2 separate regions of the Rattus norvegicus genome follow, and region 2 is linked to region 1. Evidence: chromatin contacts called from public Hi-C data. All regions are on one chromosome and are shown on one strand. Each heading gives the region's core, a stretch centred on a gene start, on an enhancer-like site or on the middle of the called end of the contact. The rest is flanking DNA. Distances are from core to core; before and after follow the strand shown. Region 1 holds the start of Cd200 (Cd200 molecule). Region 2 holds the start of Nepro (nucleolus and neural progenitor protein).

What was found. A called contact is a pair of places that touch in the nucleus more often than the background predicts.
Region 2: a Hi-C map of the A7r5 cell line shows a contact between it and region 1, with 5 times the contacts expected there. The contact joins the promoter of Nepro here to the promoter of Cd200 in region 1. A contact is called at or near these places in 3 of 12 Hi-C or Micro-C datasets (the A7r5 cell line, Schwann cells and frontal cortex).

Annotation. Positions count from the first base shown.
Region 1 is chr11:68,910,836-68,918,565 of GRCr8, forward strand. Cd200 (Cd200 molecule) reads left to right here and starts at 5,480. Exons shown (of 6, transcript NM_031518.3): 1 at 5,480-5,566. The coding sequence starts at 5,555. It overlaps Cd200l1 (CD200 molecule like 1), which reads left to right. Exons shown (of 6, transcript XM_039088891.2): 6 at 1-7,730.
Region 2 is chr11:69,473,956-69,480,779 of GRCr8, forward strand. Nepro (nucleolus and neural progenitor protein) reads right to left here and starts at 2,474. Exons shown (of 9, transcript NM_001009678.1): 1 at 2,326-2,474. The coding sequence starts at 2,431.

The DNA of each region.
Region 1 (7,730 bases), core at 4,230-6,729:
TTTTGGGTGGTGCCATCCCTAAGCTGGTGCTCGTGGGTTCTATAAGAAAGCAAGCTGGGCATGCCATAGATGGCAAACCAATAATGAATACTCCTCAGTGTTGCCTTATCAGTTCCTGTCTCCATGTTCCTCCCCTGTTGAGTTCCTTTCCTGACTTCCTTTGATGATGAACAGTAATCCAAGTACAAGCCAAATAAACACTTCTTCCCCAACTTGCTTTTGTCATAGTGTTTCATTGAAGAAACAGAACCCTAACTAAAGCCAGTTGATGCCAGGGTTGTAGGGTATTTCTGTAACAAATCTAAGCATGTTGTTTGGGGGAGGATTGGAACTCTGTGCAAATAAAAGCCACTGAGTGTTCATCTAATGCTTGGTGAGTTGTCCTGTAGGCTCATGGAAGATAAGAATGTTGGGGGTACACAACTGGAATGGCGGCTGCTCCTAAATCTGTTGCCTGCCTGTGACTCCCATTCCCCCAACTGGGCAGTTTTGTCTGGCCTCAGTGAGAAACACTGCACCCAGTCATACAGTAACTGATGTGCTAGGGTTGAGGGGAGATACCCAGGGGGGTTTCCCTTCTCAGAAGAGAACGGATTGGGGAAGAGCTTCAAATGGGGGTGGAGACTGGGAGAAAAGGTGGGCTGATATCTGAATGTAAAGTGACTGAATAAAATAAATAAAATAAAATAAAAGTAAGATTCTGTTTCGGGTTAGCTGGGGGCTGAAGAATCTGTGATTCATGTGATATCAGAACTACCAAAGTGAAATCTTTGATTTGCTGGCGTGGTCGATGCTGGTTTGCTGGAGCTGAGGGAGTAGTGGTGATTAAGAGAAATCAGTATCACTGAGGACAAATCTTCTGGGAAGGGTTTTACTTGAGTCAGCACACAGAAGTTGTGTTCCAGTGATGGCTAAGGTTATAGCTGATGGTACCAACTGAATTTGGTAGTGTAGGAGTGAGTCACCCAGGTTTTGAAGGCATGAGGGGATCATGGAGAGCAGCTGAGGTTTGGCACCAGAAGAGGTCAGGAGAGGACTTTGAAGGTGCAGAATTGAATGGGTCATGCAGAGAAATGGATGTTAGCTTTGTCACCATGAAGAGAATCTAGGAGAGGATATTGGTGAAGGTACAGCCTGACTGGAGCAGCAGACCCTAGAATTTTGGAGATACAAGAAACACGAGATGACCACCAAGACTAGCAACAGCAGAGGAGAGGAGCCAACAGGGAGGCTAGAATACAAGCTATGTATGCTGAAGAGAGCAGAGCCAGAGCAAGGCCTCAGGATATCATGAGTAAATTGTAGATGTTGGATGTTGAGTTATTTATATTGTTGAAATTTAGTTGTGCTTAGTTCAGATTCTGGCTGCGCCCTGGGTCTTCCCTCTTGAAGTAAGAAAGTACTTCGTTGATTTTTTTTTTATTTTTTAATTTTTAGGAACATGTAACTGAGAGATTGCATTTAAAAGATACTTTGATTTTCTTAAAGAGGCTGAATATTAACATGCTTGAATTTGTACAACCCATGAGACTCTTAAAGCTATTTGGGTATTTAATGTGAGATCTTGGATGAATAAGAAAAAAAAAAAAAGGTCGTGGTGTAACAATGATAAACTTGTGGGTTAGGCTGACAAGGGGTTAACTGTGCTTGCTAGTTTTATGTCAACTAACCAGAAGAGGGCACACCAGGACAGGGCATCAGATCCCATTAGAGATGGTTGTGAGACACCATGTGGTTTCCTGGGAATGGAACTTAAGTAGTAATTGATGTGGGTGGGCCTAGCCTTTTGTGGCAGGTGGTCCTGAGTTCAATAAGAAATAGACTGAGGAAGACCTCCGGTTTAGACTCTCTCCACAAAATGTCTGGCACCAGAGCTTATCTGTGGCTGCCTCTCTGATGACAGCTAGACAATGTACCTGTCTTTTAGTAAAGCAAAATGTCATTACGAATCTTTTTTTCCTTCCTTCCTTCCTTCCTTCCTTCCTTCCTTCCTTCCATTCTCTTCTTTCTTTCTTCCTTTCTTTCTTATTTTCTTTTTTCTTCCTTTCTTTCACCAGCTGTGTAATGTTCTACCCTAGGACTCTGGGCTATCCAATATCTGGGTATTGGCCATCCAGGCAGTATAGGCACTGGCTGCCTCTTACAGGGTGGGCCTTGGGTTAAACTAAACATTGGTTGGTCACTCCCTCCTGTTTTCTACTAACATCTTGTAGGCAGGACATATTGGAGGTAGAGGATTTAGAGGCTGGTTTGGTGTCTGGGTTTGCCTCTCCATGGTCTGTAGAGTACCCTCTCGCAGCAGCAAAGAGACTAGAATGTGGAGGTGCAGGCTCCAAACCTTAGCTCTACCCTCTCTATCTTCAGTGAGCTGAAAGAAAGTTGTCCTCAGCAATGGATTCCACTGTGAGGTTTTAGAGGGTGACCTTCAGTCCTAGCATTGTTTAGGGATCTCCACTGTATGTCCTCAACTAAAAACTTAACTGGATATAACCCAGTCCACTGCTAGAAGCCTTTCCTGGCTACAAAAGATGGCCAGTTCAAACTTTATATCCTCTAACATTAGGAGTTCTCACTAGGGCCACCCTCATAGAATACAAGAAGTTTCCACTGCACTGGATTTCCGTACTACCTCCCAAATCCTCCCTAATTCTGTCTTTCTTCTGTTTTTCGTTCCATCCCCCGAAATATGATCCCTCCCCTTCCCATCCCCGCCCACCTCCAATCCACACACAGAATCTATTATTTTCTCTTCCCAGGAAAAAATCCATGCTTCCTCCTGTAGCCCCACTTTTATAGACCTCCCCTTCACCTACCCGGGTCTGTGGATGGTAGCTTTCTGTCATTCACTTAACATTTTTTACCAGCAGACACAGGGTGTCTCCACCCATTATAAAACTTGTGCTTTATGCGCCACCTAGTGGTCATAACATGTAAGTGACCGTGTCTCAATGAGCAAGACCTGAGCAGTGTACTTCTTGGACTTGCAGTTGAATGTATAAACTATCATTGCCTCCAGCATGAAGCAGCGGGTCTGACGTGCTATGGGATGTCAGCACACGCTGGAAGACAAAAATTTTTCTTCATTTTTCTACGGTCAGTTGGGTAGAGTTCCTGTCACTGGATGGCTCTATCAGAAAGAGCTTTATTTCTTTTTTTTCTTTTTTTTCTTTTTTCTTTTTTTCGGAGCTGGGGACCGAACCCAGGGCCTTGTGCTCGCTAGGCAAGCGCTCTTCCGCTGAGCTAAATCCCCAACCCCTATTTTAAATTATCTTTAATCTTTTTTTTTTTTTTTTTTACAGTCCAGCCACTATCCCCCTCCAGATCCGGCCTCTGAGAGTTCCTCATCCCATCCCCCCCCCCCCCCCCCCCCCGTCTCTGAGAGGATCTCCCCCTCCCAGTCCCCACACGGACCTGCCAGGCCTCCCCACTCCCTAGGACCTCAAGTCTCTTCACTCACTGAGTCAAGAGCCAGCAGTTCTCTACTGTATATGTGTCAGAGGCCACCAGCTAATGTATGCTTCCTGGTTGGTGAGAGGCTCAGTGTCTTGAGAGATCTGGGGGTGTCCAGGTTAGTTGAGACTGCTGGTCTTCCTATGGGATCCCCCTCTTCCTCAACTTCCAGTCTTTCCCTAACTCAACCACAGAGGTCCCTGACTTCAGACCATTGGTTGGATGTAAGTATCTGTGTCTGTCTTGATCAGCTGCCCATTTTTGGTGGGATTGCGAGCTGGTACAACCACTCTGGATATCAATCTGGAGGTTCCTCAGAAAATTGGAAATAAATCTATCAGGAAATAAATGTACCACTCTTGGGCATATAGTCAAAAGATACCCCACCATGCCACAGGGGCAAATACTCCACTATGTTCATGGCAACCTTATTTGTGATAGCCAGAAGCTGGAAACAACCCAAATGTCCCACAAAAGAAGAAAGGATACAGAAAACGTGGTTCCTCTACACAATGGAATACTACTCAGCTATTAAGAGCAAGGGCATCATGAGTTTTGCAGGCAAATGGATGGAACTAGAAAATATCATCCTGAATGAGGTAACTCAGACCCAAAGGGACGTGCATGGTATGTACTTACTAATAAATGGGTATTAGGCAAAAAGGTACAGAATCCTCAGGATACAATCCATAGAACTCAAGAAGGTTAGCAAGCAGGAGGGCCCAAATGAGGACACTTCATTTGGGATGGAGAAGAAAACAATCATGGGGGCAGAGGAATGGAGGGACCTGGGTGGGTGAGGGGAGGGGAAATGGGTAGATGGTTCTAGCACCTATAAGAAACCTTTCTAGACCCATCTCAATTTTGTGATCAGAAAAGTCTTCCATAAGCCAGGTATTTAAACTCTTGGTCCCCAATTGATGGCATTGTTTGAAGAATGTTTCAGAATCTTTTGGAAGTGTGGCCTTGATGGAAGGAGTAGGTAACTGGGGCCAGGCTTTGAGTATGGAGAGTGCTTTCCTCCCAGTGTTCTCTCTGCTTTGTACTTGTGGTTGAAGATGTGATCTCTCTGGCTGCTGTGCCTTCTGGTCACTTAGGGACGCTCACTCCTCTTGCAGCCGTAAGCCCAATAAATCTTTTTCCATATGCTGCTGCTGCTGCTCTTAGTCATGCTGCTTTAGCCCAGCTAGAAAAATGTAACCAATATAGTTAAGTGTTCCTGTAAAGCTTTCAGCAAGGCGAAGCTTCAGTTCCAGGGCTTCCTGTGATTCATTTAATCTATCCCTTGGTTCTTAATCTGTTTTAAGGAACACTGCAGGGCAGTCCAATAGCCAGAAGGAAAGCGCCTTTGGATTTTCAGGAAGTGTGTTTACAGGTAGCTCTGAGCCCTTAGGACCTCTAAAGCTCTAGATAAGGTCTCATACCTGGTAACTATAGTCACTCACACGTGCGCGCGCGCACACACATACATGCATGCATTCACGCACGTACACACACACACACACACACGCGCGCGCGCGCGCACACACGCACTCACGCACGCACACACACACTGGCCTTTAATATACCAAATTGTAAAATAAAGTTTTTCATTTTTTTCTAGGGTGTCTGTATGAATCCCCTTACCCCCTTACCTTTTTCCAGATCATTGTTCTGCTCTCTGTACAAGACCACAGGATGAACCAGGTTTCCGAATCAATTTATTGTCCACTTCAATTGTGTCGCCCTCTACTGCCTTCTGGCACCCAGTGATGAGAATGCAGACAAAACATTCATACACATAAAATAAGATAAGTAAATCTTAAAAAATATATAGAGTGATTCTTTTACGTTTTTGCTATATTACTCTAACATAACAAGCAGAGGCGAGAACCTGAGTTCTCTGAGGAACGGGGAGGGGGAACTTGGAGGGGGAAGGTCGGAGAAGAGAGGGCGTGGTCCGCGCTCGCCTCATCCACACTAGGAGCTGTAGCGACTGCGTGTGCGTGTGCGGTAGAGGGGGCTGAATGGTCGTGTCCCTGTGACAGGTGTTGCGGAGATACCCTCCACAGTGGAAGAGCTCAGACCCGGAGACGCTGGTGTCTTACTGCGGCCCAGAGCAAGGATGGGCAGTCCGGTGAGTGGAGATGCGAAAGAGGGCGGAATGGGGCGATCTGGAGCCGCGGAGCGGAGCCAGCGAGGGAAGCCAAGAGGCTGTTCGTTGGAGAACCGGGTATCGGGGATTAGGGCTCTGTAAGGAGTCACGGGCTGGGCTGGGGCCGGGAAAAAGCCCAGGAACGCGTGTCCCTGGGGTAGGCGGCTTTGCACATTGCTGCTATTCCATGGCGAAAACATGGCCAGAGCTCCATGGAGCCTCACGTCCCCTGTGTTGGTCTTCTACCTGCAGCAGGGGTGTAGCCTAGTAATCTTGCTTTCTCTCTCTCTCTTGCTGCATCTCTGGTCCTTGCCTAGGAAGCCATCAAGCATCTAGTAGTGCTGGGGCGAGCAAGCTTCCAAAAGGACTGTCAGCTCCAGCTCAGTGGTCTTGTTAAAAACCAAGATATTTAGAGAGGCCGACATCTTGAGTCTTCAGTAGCGTTTATGAGGCAGAATTTTTTTTAAAAGAGGGGTGGTCATAATCCCTATTCTTTATACACAGGGGATTGGTAGAATTGGGTGAGAATCTAAATGCAATTAAACCCCTCAGGTACTGCTTTTCACGGGGCTGGCAAAGACCACAGACCCATTATTGCGTTACCTTTCTTAACAAAGAGGAACGCTGCTCTGCCAGCTAGATGCTTTTAATGTTCTACAAGGGATTGCTTTCCAATGTTTTACAAATTATCGGGGAGAGAGGTTCATCTTTTTTTTTCTTCTAAGTTCCTGTGGCTGCAATGAAGATACAAAATCACACCTAGAAAGAATAGGAGAATGAGAGCTGTGCACCCAGCCTGTGTGTAGTTGCCAGCTAAGCCCCAGGAGCTAATGAGCATCCACCTTCTTGATAAAAATTATAGTAGGATTTTTTTTTTTTTTTTTTGGCTTCATGACTGGACTCTCTGGTAAATTCTTGATTGGTTAATCTTTTAGCATCTGTTAAATTCAAGGCACTACATTCAGTGCTTTAACTGAGGAATTGTCACCACACCTGGGATCTCGCTGCAGCATTGACTTGCTGCTTTGCAGACGAGCTCCTAGGATCTTTACCACTCGAAAATGCCATTTTAGATTTTTGAATATTTGCATATGCACAATAAGATCTCTTGGGAGCGGGACTCTGGACTAAGCAGGGAATCCATTCATTTCTCATGTAGGTCTTACATACACAGATAATGCCATGATTATACGGTTCCCTCTTGGCGACTGTAACCGTCGCATGATGGCAGGTGTGGAATTTTTTTACAAGACGACTGCCAGTACTTGGAAGTTTTAGATATTAAAGCATTATGATTTTCCAATTTCCCACCTATGTTTCATTTAACCCTGAGACTAGTACTGACGTCTTCCCCCAGGCTCCAGAGAGGTTAATAATGTGTCTTACCTAGTACATTTAGGATTCACTTTAGACTGGCGTGTGCCCTGGTTACCACCCGGCAATCCCACATCATCTTTCTGAGAAACAGGAAGCCTACCACTGTCCGGCATGGACCAGAGAAGAATATAAATAAACGTGAAATCTTAATAGTGAAGCCTCTCCTTTGACTCCCTGGTCCCCAATCTCTGTGGTTTTTGTTTTTCACCATCCCCAGGACCCACTTCTCAGTCTTACGCATGCATCTGCTTTTCCTCTTGTCCTACAACACTGTTATTTTTCACAACAAAAGCCAGGTATTCCTGCATTTTCTTATTACAGCTTTCTTATTTTCTTATTACTGCTAGGGTCTAGGCTTCATTGTGAAAGAAAGGCATAATGGTTAAAAATAATGGTGTGGAATTAGCATGCCACAATCTGCTAAATGGAGATAAGTAAAATAGATTGATCCTTTGCTGCAGAACCAGAGGATACATTTAGCTAGATCGTTCCAGCTACCTTACATGATAGAAAGAATGGAGAACAGGCTGAACAATATGGAGAAAAAATTCCCGAAGTCCCCAGGGTACTTCAGAGCTAAAGCCCTTTTATAAGGTGGTGTGGATGTACAGGAAAAGGAGAGGGAGAGCAAAGGTTGCATGCATCATTTTAGGGAGCTTGTCACTTAACTTCCTAAAGGGTAGTGACTTTGTTGTGACCCTTAGATCAATGAAGTCAAGAGAAGTCTCAAGGTAGGCATGGCGTACTTGAGTCCTCACCCCCAGCCAAA
Region 2 (6,824 bases), core at 1,224-3,723, 560 kb after region 1:
AAGGGACCATTCGTTAAACATGAACGTGTGTCTGTCTCTACCACCTTTTACCATGACTAAAGTCATACTTTACAGGTATCATTGGTGTACACTTACACCCCAATATAAAAAAGTTCCATCTCTCTGCAGGCGAACAAGACAGAATGCATACAATTACAGCCTTCAAAGGCAAAGGAACTGTATTTGGATACAACTTTTTTCTTTTTTTTAAAGATTTATTTATTTTATAAGTACATTGTAGCTGTCTCCAGACACACCAGAAGAAGGCATCAGATCCCATTTCAGATGGTTGTGAGCGACTATGCAGTTTCTGGGAATTGAACTCAGGACCTCTGGAAGAGCAGTCTTAACCACTGAGCCATCTGTCCAGCCCCTTGGATAAGAATATATAATACACTCAGCCCCTCTACCTGTGAGGGCCATCTGTGTATTCAACCAACCTCACACTGAATATAGTCCCCCAAAATTCCATCTGTAATCCATTTCAATAGCAGTCACATTATATAGGATTTCATAAACACTGTAGAGATATTGTTAATGTCTATTGAAAGATGTCTGTAGGTCCTACTGCAAATACTATCTACCATGTACAGAGTTTTTTATATGAAGGGATTCCTAGAACCAATCCCCGATGGATATCAATGGGAAACTACATTCAGAAAAGGGAAACCACCAGGGCCACTGGAAATTGTATCATGGAACTGGGTACACAAATGTTTCCTAATCAGAACATGAGCAGCTGTGAAGCAGGTGTCATGTGCCACCTGGTGGCTCAGGAAGGAAACACAAATATTCTCGTGAAAATCTGTTCCTCCTATCTGGAGAAATTAAATAACCTGAGTGATGAGTTGGTGAATTTCCCACAATAGTTTGTTTTTAAAATTGTGACTAGAGAGGAATTAGAAAGAGCTTTAAACTGCACAGGATCAATATATGGGAAGAGGGGTGAGATGACTTGATAGGCTGTACTTAACAATTACCAAATGTGTCTATTTAATGACAACCACTGTCAGTTGACTGTCAATCCAGTTACAAATGTTTCCTTTCTATTCTCCCTATATCGCCAAGAAGCTGGTACTATTTTTTATTCCCATTTTTGAGTGGGATAAAACCTGCTTTAAAAGTAACAAAAGTCTTAGCTGACAGTTATAGGACCATAAGCAGTTTCAAAAACAAAAGCGACAAAAAGTTAAATATGAGTTAACCCTGAAAACTACAGCGGATATTGGTGGCTGTGTCTCCTGGTCTGAATGTCCCTTTGTGATTAAACATCCTTCAAGCTGTAGGTAGGCTGCTCTCGTATTAAAAACTAAGGTACTCAGGTATTACTTCACAGTTCGAAAGACCTCCACCTCATTACAATATTTAGGTTTTAATATTTTATTATGTGGGGGGGGGGGCGGGCTGAGAAGGTTGAAGCACAGCACTGAGTCCATGGGAAACATGGAACATACTCTCACGTTCTACCGTAAATCCTGAGAATCAATGAAATCTGGTATTTCATTTCGGCTAGGTCATAATTCGTTCCGCCCATCCAACTGGCTTTTCTAAAGGATCATGGGAAGAACGTTCCAAACGAGCATCTGCCCAAGATTTGGGAGCGGGTAAATCAAATCGCTTGATACCATGAATATGCATAAACACCTCATTTAATCTAAATTAAAACTCAACACACGCCCCACGGAGCTGCCACCAACATCTCTTTGGGAGCCTTTGTTTTCTAAGTAAATTGATGTTTTTAAGATTTATTTATTTTATATATAAGTACACTGTAGCTGTCTTCAGACACACCAAAAGAGGAATTGGATCCCATTACAGATGGTTGTGAGCCACCACGTGGTTGCTGGGAATTGAACTCAGGACCTCTGGAAGAGCAGTCAGCGCTCTTAATCACAGAGCCATCTCTCCAGCTAAACTGCTAAAAACTGTCTCGGTTTTTCCCCCCTTGAAGAACCAAGAGACCTGAGGTAACGCCCCGGTAAGGAGAAAACGAGCTCCATATTTTAAAGACAAGCCCGAAGTCCGAGGCAGGATACTTGAGTGACAGCCCCGATCCTAGGGAACAGTACAGGATCCAGGCAGCGTTTGGGGGTTACGTGCTGCACATGCCAGGTCCCGCCTAGCCGTGCTTTCAGGTTCCACATGTGGAACGCAGCAACCCAGCAACCCCCTACACATCCTCACGCCACACTACTCAGGCAGGACCTTCCGCCTGGCGCGCCCCTTCCCGGCGTGCCCCGCGCTCAGGAAGTCCCACCCCGTCCCACGTGCGCAGGCCCCCGGACTCCGGGAAACACGCGGAACCTCCTCGCCGGCCTCACTCACCCAGGGTGGCGCTGGGATCCTGCACTGTCAGTGTGCTGCAGTTCCCCGCCTGGGGGATCTTCACGCGGTTCCACGGCTCCGCGGCTGGCCGTACGGCCGCGGCCATCTTGAGCGGCGCGGGAGGGCCTGGGAAGGCCGAGCTGGGCGAAAGCGAGTAGAGCGGCCCTGGCGGGAGAGGAAGGGAGGAGGAAGTGAGGGGCGGGGCGAGCCGGAGGTGTGCTGCCCGGGCCTTGGGGCGGAGTCTCGGTGGGTTAGGACCTCTGGGAAAGGAGAAAGTAGTTATTTTTGAGTTCCTTGAAGAGCATTCTGAGGCACTTACTAGTTTGGAGCAACTTCGAAGCTATATATTTTACAGATGAGTTCGAGTGAGGCCCAGCCCTTAGCTCTTACTCGGATATTTTGAAAAGAAAAACTCGGATCATATCAAATGTGGCATTTGTCACGTAGTAACGATTTATTTTGAGTAGTCAAGGAAAACTACATAGTTTAGATATAACCCAACTTTCGATAATTACAAAAAACCCGGAGGTTGTCTTGACAATCTATTATCACCGTCATTTTTTTGGACAAAATATTCCAGGCTCTGCTGGGTCTTATCGCTGATAAATGATTTTCGTTCTAAGCTATTGGTGCCTTCTTGCTTATGTTCCTTTAACAATGTGGAGAGGAGCAGTTGTTGGGTATTAGAGAATGCTAAGTTACTTCATTATGTCTGCCCATTACCATATACTAGCAACGTGATCGCAAAAAGTTAATTTTCTCGGACCTCAGCATGTTTGTGAGACTTATTAGAACTGAGCCTGCTATACGAATTTTTACCCTTACCAGATTTGCATTTAATGCAAGTAATCTTGCCCTACTGAGACGCTTTCTGTCCTATGTGTTCCTTGCAGATAATTTTTCTTTCATCTGGACCATCTCCTTGAAACAATCTCACTTCCTCATTCAGCTCTGGGACCACTATCTTTGATAATTCTAACTAAACAACTATCCTCACTCGATAACTACTTAGATGCCCTTTAATGCACTACCAAATGGCCTGTACATTAGTTTACTATTTGGGCTGAAATAAATTACCACAGACTTAAAAGAATCAACACCAAGTTTCTGGATTTGTGGAAGACATTTTTTTAGTTGGAGATGTATGGTGCATACATGTCGGAGGCTGGGTTAGTGGTTAGGGTCTTCCTCTGCCACTGTCCACCTTTGCTTTTAAGTTAGGTTCTCCCACTGATCCTGGACCTCAGTGTTTGGTGGTCAGTCCCCAGAGTCATCCTTTCCCCATCCCAATTAACAGGGGAATGAGGATCTGAACTCAGTTTCTTATATTTATACAGCAAGTACTTTACCCTCTGAAACATCTCCCCAGCTCCAGTTCGACCAGGGATAGAAAGAGATAAGAGAAGCCAAGAGTGAGAGCTCTGTGTTTTGACAAAGGAAGATCCAAGGTCAATGAAGAATAGAGACAAGGAAATGGTGTTCTCTGTTCTATGAGCAGTGCATATTGGAATTGAAGCTTCTAGGAACTGGGCACTTGGAAGAAGCTTTAAGTTTTTAAGTCATACTTGGAAACTTGTAGACTCTAGAGAAAGACTATCACTGACACAGATGACCATCAAATATGTAAAACCTTACATACCTTAGTAATCCAAGAAATGCATATTAGAATAATTTTGAGGTGCTATTAAATAGAAGAAATATATACTCATTACGTGCTGCCTGATGCCCACGGCAGTGAGAAGAGGGTATTGGATCCTCTGGAACTGAAGTTGCAGATGGTTGTGAGCCACCGTATGTGTGCTGGCCACTGTACCCAGGCCCTCTGCAAGAGCAGCAAGTATTCCCAACTATTGACTTCCAGTCCCCTAAGGTATTTTCAAAGACAGCTTAGAAAACGTATGTGTTGAGACTATACACTAATACATGTGGAATGCTCCGGGAAAATCCTGGAAAAGTAGTAACAGTGATGAGTTTTCATCAGTAATACAGACTCTTTTCTTCAATGACTGTATTTTCCATTTAAAAACCTAGAAATTACTATAGTGTTAAGGAAAAAATGCTTTAGTACTAAAAAAAAAGTCCGAAGACTATGTGTCTGTGTGTGTGACAGAGACAGAGAGAGAGCGACAGAGAAAATGTTATTATGAGGCAGTTTATTCAGAGGCACATACTTTAAGACTCATTAAGGTCTTTCAGATCTAATCCCGTGCCTCAAACATGCTTGTTTCTGACAGGTCACTGTTTAACCACTGTCACTTTGGCCCACTAGAGGGAGGATAACTTCAAAAGAGACCACCCTTCTACTTATTTTTAGTTAACGTTCTTCATTGTACGGCAGTTGGTCCCTGACTCTTTAACAGATCCCAGTAGCACCCACAGTAGTGCTAGGAGTACCTCCTTGGTGGCCTGTGTCCCAGTTCTGCAGGCGTCTTCCTCTGAAAGTCTACCTCCTCATAGCCCAAATTCCTGGTCCCCCAGCTCCAAGAATGGTAACTGAAAGTTACTTAGTGCACTTCTGTAGTTTTGCATTTCGGCTCTCAAATGTCGGCTTAACCTACAATCTTTTAAAATGTGTTCCTTTTTACCAAAGGGCTCTAGCAGGTAAGATATTTGGAACCAGAGGTGGTCCCAGGGATTAGCCTCCTCAATATTGAATTCAGTGATTGATAAGATCATATTACCTTTTAATGTAATACCAATCTTTCTCACTAAAGCAATGGAATATAAGTCTGAGACATGATCTGTCATCATGCTTAATCATATAAAGTTGACTGGGATGAAGAACTTGAAGTCCACTGGGAACCAGAAATAGTAGCAGTGATGCTTCTGAATCAACTGGAATGACAAGACTAGGTGTCTTGCTCTCAGCTCAAAACCAGAGATTCTGTTGTAACTTCAAATGCTTCCCCAGCTTGTTAGAATTCCCAGCAGACCTGGAGTCAAAACATAACTTTGTGGGTTGCAGAAGTGCAACTTAAATAGCATTTGTGTGCTCATAAGCTTCATCTGTAAATATGATTAGTTACAAGAAAGACTTTGCACCTTGGTATGGGGACCAAGTACTAGGACTCAGGAAAAGCTGAGATCTTGGGACTGCCTATCTGCCTGTGTCTGAAGACTGATAGGAAAACGCTACAAGCGCAAGACCCACCCCAGCTGCTTCTTACCTCTAGGACTCTCTCAAGATGCAGGTTAGGGTTTGTTCTGAGGGACTAGGTACAAAGTCTGGCACAAAAGGAAATAGTTTAAACTCCAAAATAATTACAGAATGTTGCTCATTTTTAGTGACAAACTCAAGTAACACTGAGATGTATTAGACCAGAGAAAATATATACAAGGTAGTGAACTGGATAAAATGTGCTGATATGAAAGGATCTGGAAGCCAAATGTTGTCTAACTATGCTCTTTGCTGGTTGAAGTGACCCACCTGGAACCTATATTCAGTCAGGCGAACTGCCAGAATTGGGGTAATTCAGAGAGTAAGATCCAAAGGAGTAGGGAATTGGAATGTGGTCTGAGTTTCAACCCCAATGTTGTAGCCTTCAAGAGAGTTCAGACACAACTCCCCATGCTGAGGCACTGAGAAATGTGTCAATGAGAGGGTAACAGTGTCTTCTGTGATGGCTGTCTTCAGTAGGTCAAGTGGTAGTAAATGTTATTGCTACAGAACTTAGCTCCCGGGTTTCAGTGAGAATAGTAGGGTCCCATAGAGACAAAGGGTAATAGGCAATGGTTGACTTTATGAAACAAAATTGCTGCATTGTTTTGACCACTAGTAACTGATTGATTAAGGTGTCTGGAAGAACTAATAGATAACAGCCTATTAAAGCATTATTTTCTCTATGTTATAGGGACCAGGAAATTGGGATTTTAGCACCAAGGTAGAGAAATTTAAGTTGAACAAGATAGAATCTTTGATGAACAGTGAACAAAGGGCAATTTTGTTCATCACCACCGTGTACAGTAACAAGAAATTGAGGATTATAAACTTTGTTGGTGTCTGGTACTTGCCACCCGCAAATATGGCACCATGGTAGTGGAGAAAACAGTGGAAGCAAGAAGTCCAGCTCTCTGTGACCTTTTTCTCCACACAATCTCTCCAATAGGATTGCCCAGACTTTTCCCTGGGAGCTGGAATTCAGTATCAGCAAAAGCTGATGCTGCAAGTCCTCTTGGGGCTCAGTGATGGACTCTACTGGACAAACAAGTTGTATGGGCAGTTTCCAGGAACGAGGAAATAGAATCTATCTCTTTTTGGAGAGAGAAGTAAAGAAGTATCACTAGGCAGCGTGTGCTCAGGATGATGGGATCACTTCGTTGAAGGCCATTTTTAACAAGTTACTGTAGCCTAATAGGAGACAATTCATTTCAGACGTAAACCTGTGGCCCATGTGCCATATGCACTTCATTATATGTGGCCCAAACATCTAACTATAAACTTGCTTAAAACATTTGTGAGATATTTTGTGAATTTTATTTTTATTGTACTTATGTTTAAC